2 separate regions of the Sus scrofa genome follow, and region 1 is linked to region 2. A link is a contact called in public HiChIP or PLAC-seq data. All regions are on one chromosome and are shown on one strand. The core of a region is the stretch at or near the end of the contact, and the rest is flanking DNA. Distances in the headings are between cores, read along the strand shown.

Evidence for each region. HiChIP or PLAC-seq counts read pairs in DNA pulled down with a chosen protein or histone mark.
Region 1: a contact with region 2 is called in an H3K27ac HiChIP or PLAC-seq map of alveolar macrophages. The contact joins two enhancer-like sites. A contact is called at or near these places in 1 of 5 promoter capture datasets (fetal liver) and 1 of 2 datasets of contacts at active chromatin or transcription factors (alveolar macrophages).

Annotation. Positions count from the first base shown.
Region 1 is chr7:11,341,185-11,343,884 of Sscrofa11.1, forward strand. No RefSeq gene overlaps it. Among named protein-coding and RNA genes, the nearest start is that of JARID2, 16 kb to the right of the region's middle. Within about 2 kb of position 1,312, at least 17 of the 83 cell types and tissues checked have an H3K27ac peak or open chromatin away from gene starts, as enhancers often do. A contact at or near this core is called in alveolar macrophages, where this site is marked.
Region 2 is chr7:9,819,941-9,822,640 of Sscrofa11.1, forward strand. All of the region lies in intron 1 of GFOD1 (glucose-fructose oxidoreductase domain-containing protein 1), which reads right to left. Among named protein-coding and RNA genes, the nearest start is that of GFOD1, 33 kb to the right of the region's middle. Within about 2 kb of position 1,426, at least 18 of the 83 cell types and tissues checked have an H3K27ac peak or open chromatin away from gene starts, as enhancers often do. A contact at or near this core is called in alveolar macrophages, where this site is marked.

The DNA of each region.
Region 1 (2,700 bases), core at 62-2,561, 1.5 Mb after region 2:
AACAGAGCTTCTCCCCCACCCCTTTTTTTTTTTTTGGCTTTTAAGGGCCACATGTGTGGCATATGGAGGTTCCCAGGCTAGGGGTGGAATTGGAGCTGCACCTGCCAGCCACAGCCAGAGCCACAGCAAAGTGGGATCCGAGCCATGTCTGTGACCTACGCTGCAGCTCACAGCAACGCCAGATCCTTAACCCACTGATCGAGGCCAGGGATCAAACCCACATCCTAATGGATATTCAGTTGTGCTGGCTGTGCCACCACGGGAATTCCCAGCATTCCTCCTTGATTTCAGAGCAGCTGCCCCCCTACTTCCATGAAATCCCAATTTAATAGAGTTATTCTTTTTTTTTTTTTTTCTTTTTAGGGCCTCACCTGAGGCATATGGAGATTCCCAGGGTAGGGGTGGAATTGGAGCTACAACTGCCGGCCTACACCACAGCCACAGCAATGCCGGATCCTTAACCCACTGAGTGAGTCCAGGGATCAGACCCGCATCCTCATGGTTCCTAGCCAGATTCATTTCGGCTGCACCAGGACGGGAACTCCTTTTATTTTTGCCCTTCAACAAAGCTTCACCCCTGCTAAGGAAGTCGTTCAGGTAGGGTTAGCTTAACTCCACGAAATTCAAGGTAAACGTCTTGTGCTTAATGAGGTCAGTCAGGGACACTGCCTCCAAGGGTGTCAAAGAGGCAGCATGGCTGGTGGATTGAAAGGGTTTGGAGGAGACAGAGCAGTCAGCTGGCCTCCCTCCAAACTGCTTCTTCTCTGGCCCTTGTGGAGAGGAGCCAGGGTCAGCCATTCTGTCTCTCCTTCACCCCACACCACGGACTTTCTCCACTTCAGCGATCAGGAGAATCAGGCTGACCCATTTTCTCCCTGACAGGTAGCCCCAGCCACCAGCTAGGGCAGGGCTCTGAAATAAGTGAGGTAAGTGAAACCTTAGCTACTGTCCCCAGAGAGCAAGAGCTGTTTAGAAAGCTTTTGCTGGAGTTTCCGTTGTGGCACAGTGGAAACAAATCCAGCTAGCATCCATGAGGATGCATGTACGATCCCTGGCCTCACTTCGTGGGTTGAGGATCCAGCGTTGCCATGAGCTGTGGTGTAGGTTGCAGAGGAGGCTCGGATCCCATGTGGCTGTGGCTGTGGCCAGCAGCTGAAGCTGCAATTCAACCCCTAGCCTGGGAACTAACTTCCATAAGCCTTGGGTGTGGCCCTAAAAAGCCAAAAAAAAAAGAAAGAAAAAAAAGGGAAGTTCTAGGAAGCTGAGCCAGGAAGGTCTATGATGACAGACCTAGGATTCTTGCCCAACAGGTCCATCAGGAAGCTCTGATTCTTGAAGTAAGGACTCCAGAGAAAAACAGAGGTCTAGCCAACCAGGTAAAGTCCCCAAGCCTCCCTTCACCTGCCCCTGTGCTGACAAGAACCTCCTCACCTTGGCACCTGGCACTGAAAATCTGGAGCAACTCAATTGTCTATTGATCCCTTAGGTTCTTGAGTCATTTTGGGCCGCAGAGAAAGATGTGCCTCGATCTTGGGCAAGATATAAAACTAGGCTTTTTTTTTTTTTTTTTCTTTTTCTCTCTAAACACCGAAACTAAGTTTTAAGGGAAGAAGAAACAACTATAGAAACCAAACAAAGCAACTCAAGAGAGCAAACAACTGTCCAAAACTGAAACAATTGTCTTTCCCCCACCCCCAGTTTCCCCTCCAAAAACCGGTTTCCCCTCTGAACTTCCCTATTTCTCTCAACAGTCACAGCCTTCTCTGAGCTGCTCGAGCTCAAAAAATTCAAAGGCTGATCCTTTCCGGTCCCTCATCCCACGTCACCACTGGCACCGAGTTTTATCTGTTCTTCCACTCAAAAGCTTTGTGACAGTCCCACCGTCCTGCTCCCTCCACCCCCAGAGTCTGGCCTTTGACCCTTCACCCCTCCGAGTGCCCTGCTAGCACGTTTCCACCTTTTAGTCTCCCATCAGCATGTTGTCTTCAAACTGCCATCCTGGCCACGTCCCACACCCACACCTTCTGAATAAGCCATGATCGCAGGCCTGCCCATCTCTCCAGACTCACCTCTGGTCACTTGCGCGTGTCCACCTTTGCCCAAAGCCAACCAATCTGTAGTTTCTGTACTGACCCGATCCCTGTCGCGTCGGGGCCTCGGCACCTGCTGTTCCTCTGTCTGCTTCTGTACCTGCCTAACTCCACCTCGTCCTCTGGTGTCCCTTCCTCTGGGAAGCCTTCCCTGATAGCCCAGGCTGGAAATGTCCAGCTCTTCTACCGTAGTGTTCCTGGCACTGCATTCGGGGACCCTGTCTCCCATTGCTAGACTGTGAGCTCCTTCCAGGAGAGCGTCTCTCCTCCCTCAAGACCCAGAGAAAGCACCCCATAAAGGGGGCTGAACCCCTGAGCCAACTCCAAGAGCCCCTTCTGAATGTTCTTTGCTTCTCTCTTTCCCCGCCTCCAATGCCTTTGGCAAAATCTCTCAGTCTACCCTGGGTGCCCTGCCCTCAAAAACAAAAGAAAGCACACACTTAAGGGAAAAATTCTTAGTGAAGCTGGCATTCATGGCTCTCTAGGCACCGCTTCCTCTCCATTCTCCACCCCAACCGTCTCCGCATTTCCCAGGCACCTGTGTCTCAGGGCTATTCCCCTGAGGCTCCTGGAATATGTACAGATCTTGCTCCAGGCCACCCAGTCCCCT
Region 2 (2,700 bases), core at 176-2,675:
AGTGGAAGCAACGTACACTGAGCGAGAGCTACATGTGCCAGATGTGGCTTAAAGAACTTTCAGTGGATCAACCTTTTTTTTTTTTTTTTTTTTTTTTGCCGAGTTTACTGTATGGAAACAAGGCTGACACCCTGCCCAAAGACACACATCCAGTAGCCACACAGCTTTCAATCCCAAGCGCTTGGACCCCATGACCCATGCTCCCATGCCGTGTTGCCCCTCTTACGGGTCGAACTGGGCTCTCCCCTCCTCCACCAAAGATGCTGATGTCCCAACCCCCGTACCTGTGAAGGTGACTTTCTTTGGGAAGGAGGTCTGTGCAGACCATCAGGCTAAAAGGGGTCACTGCCTGGGTCCTAACCCAACATGACTGCTGTCCTGATACCACCGAGACAGACACACGCCCAGGGAGAGCACCACTCAACAGGAACACAAAGATGGTGGATGCTCTAGAAGCCAAAGAGTGACAAAGATGGCCAGGGGCCCACCAGAAGCTGGAGGGGGGGTGGGGGAGGCCAGGAGCAGATTCTGCCCCCACCCCCACCCCCCACCAGGAACCAGCCCAGCCAGCACCTTGATCTCAGCCTCCCAGGCTCAGGGACCCAGAGGAAATGAATTTCTGCCATTGAAGCAGCTCGGTGTGCGGTTACTTTGATAGGGCAGGCCTGGGAAACTCAGAAGCCCATCAGGCTAATAAAAGAGGCAGCCTGGAGCCAGCAGGGCCAGCGTCTCCTTGTCAGGGATGGTGCTGCAGTGACACAGGAGCTGATAGGGTGACGCGAGGGCGCGGGACACAGGACACTAGTGGGGCTTCTTGCTCACTGGCTCGTCCCCAAATCCTACTTCCTGGCCTTTCAGTGACTACTTCTTTTAAAACCAATGGAAAAGAAACCAAGAAAACAAGAAACCAAGAAAAGACACATTTCCACGCTACCCACTCGCTCCCTAGAGTGACTAACAACCACACGAGCCGCTTCCATGAGCACATGTGCTGTCACGCTCACGTGTCCCCACAAAGCAGGAACTTCCCTCTCCGCTGTGTGAGGCCACTGCTGGGCTCCCCACCTCCCACAGGCCTCGGCTGCTCATGACTCAGAGGTGACAGCTGGGGATGGATGCCAACGCCTGCCAGCCCCTCTGGGAACTGCAAGGCTGGGACAGAGATGGCTCTACTGGGGGCACCAGCGCGGGGGCGGGGGTTTGGGAGAAGAGAGAGGGGCACCTCAGACCTCAGGACCTGGCTTCCTCCCCCCACTGTCACTCACGGCAAACCTCCCCTCTGCTGCCCTGATAGGAAAAACCTCAAGCAGATGATAAGTGCATTTGGTGAGATTTTACACCAGCGGATCTGGTGGCTCCCGCTAAAGTGTAGGGTTGAGTCATCTGAGGTCCTCTGAACTGAGCCTTTGTGCATGTGTGCCCATCACACACACACACACACACACACACACACACACACACACACACGTCCCCGGCTGCTCCTGCCAGGTCCTGGACAGCATCCAAGCGGCACACGCCTCCTTAGGGATGCTGGAAGCTTGGCAATGAGCAGCTGCACCCGAGAGGTGCCTGGCGGGGGGAGGGAGGGGGCTCAGGTTTCTGACCCCATCCGGACTGAGTTTTACCCCCAGCTTAGCTCACTCAGAAGGCCCTATCGCTAAATCACCTTGGTAATTCCAGACGCCCATTGGGGTTCTGTTTCCTGAGAGGGAAGCCAGCCCCACTCACGGACGCCGTGGAAAACCAGAGAATTGGCCCAGGCAGGGAGGCTGCTGTGGGCGGGAAAGCAATTGGGTCCCTGACCTGAATGAGGGGGGTAGAGACGCCCACCATGCAAATGCGTGTTCCTTCTAAAGAGAAAATCCTCCTGAAACCACACCACAGATTGAAAGGGAATCTTCTGAAACTGCAGTGCAGGCGAAGGGGCACCCTCACCCTAAACAGGAGCAAGCCAGGGTCCTGCCCATTGGCTGTGCCCCACCCGGGCCACCGTGCATCCTGCTTGAGCCGAGGATGCCCACACAGAAGAGAGATAAATTCCCCGGCCACATTTGGCTCGGACACCACACAAAGGCCACACAGAGGATGAGAAGGCTCACAGAAGGTCAAACTGCCGTTATCTCCCGCGCTTCTGTGTCTACACCGGCCCACCAGAACCGACTGAAAGGGAGGGGAGATGGCCCATCCCAAGCACCCTCACCCACTGGCCCGGTCAGTCGTGGGGTAACGTCTGCCTGGTCAGCCCTCTGCAGGCAGCAATTCCAAATAGACACCATGGGAGTTTCATGGGACCATTCTCCTAGCGTGACCACTGCAGAAGATCCACACTCTGGAAATGCTGCTGGGCACCATTGTGGCATGGCAGGCCTGAAGGCTGGGACTCTCCTGGTTCAGCCCAGCTCCGTCCCGGGGAAGCCCCCTCACCCCAGAACTGCCTCATCCACGATGGATGTGGGTTTCAGGAGTGGTCCATGTGCACCCACCTGCCTCACAGCAGGACCCCAAAGGGTCGAGAGGGCACGAGGCTTCCTATAGGATGGTTTAGCTTTTAAAAAATGTTAACAAGAATTGTCATGACAGAGTAGGTTTATTCCCCCCCCTTTTTTTTTTTTTTTGCTTTTCAGGGCCACACCTGTGGCATATGGAGATTTCCAGGCCAGGGGTCGAATCAGAGCTACGGCTGCCAGCCTACACCACAGC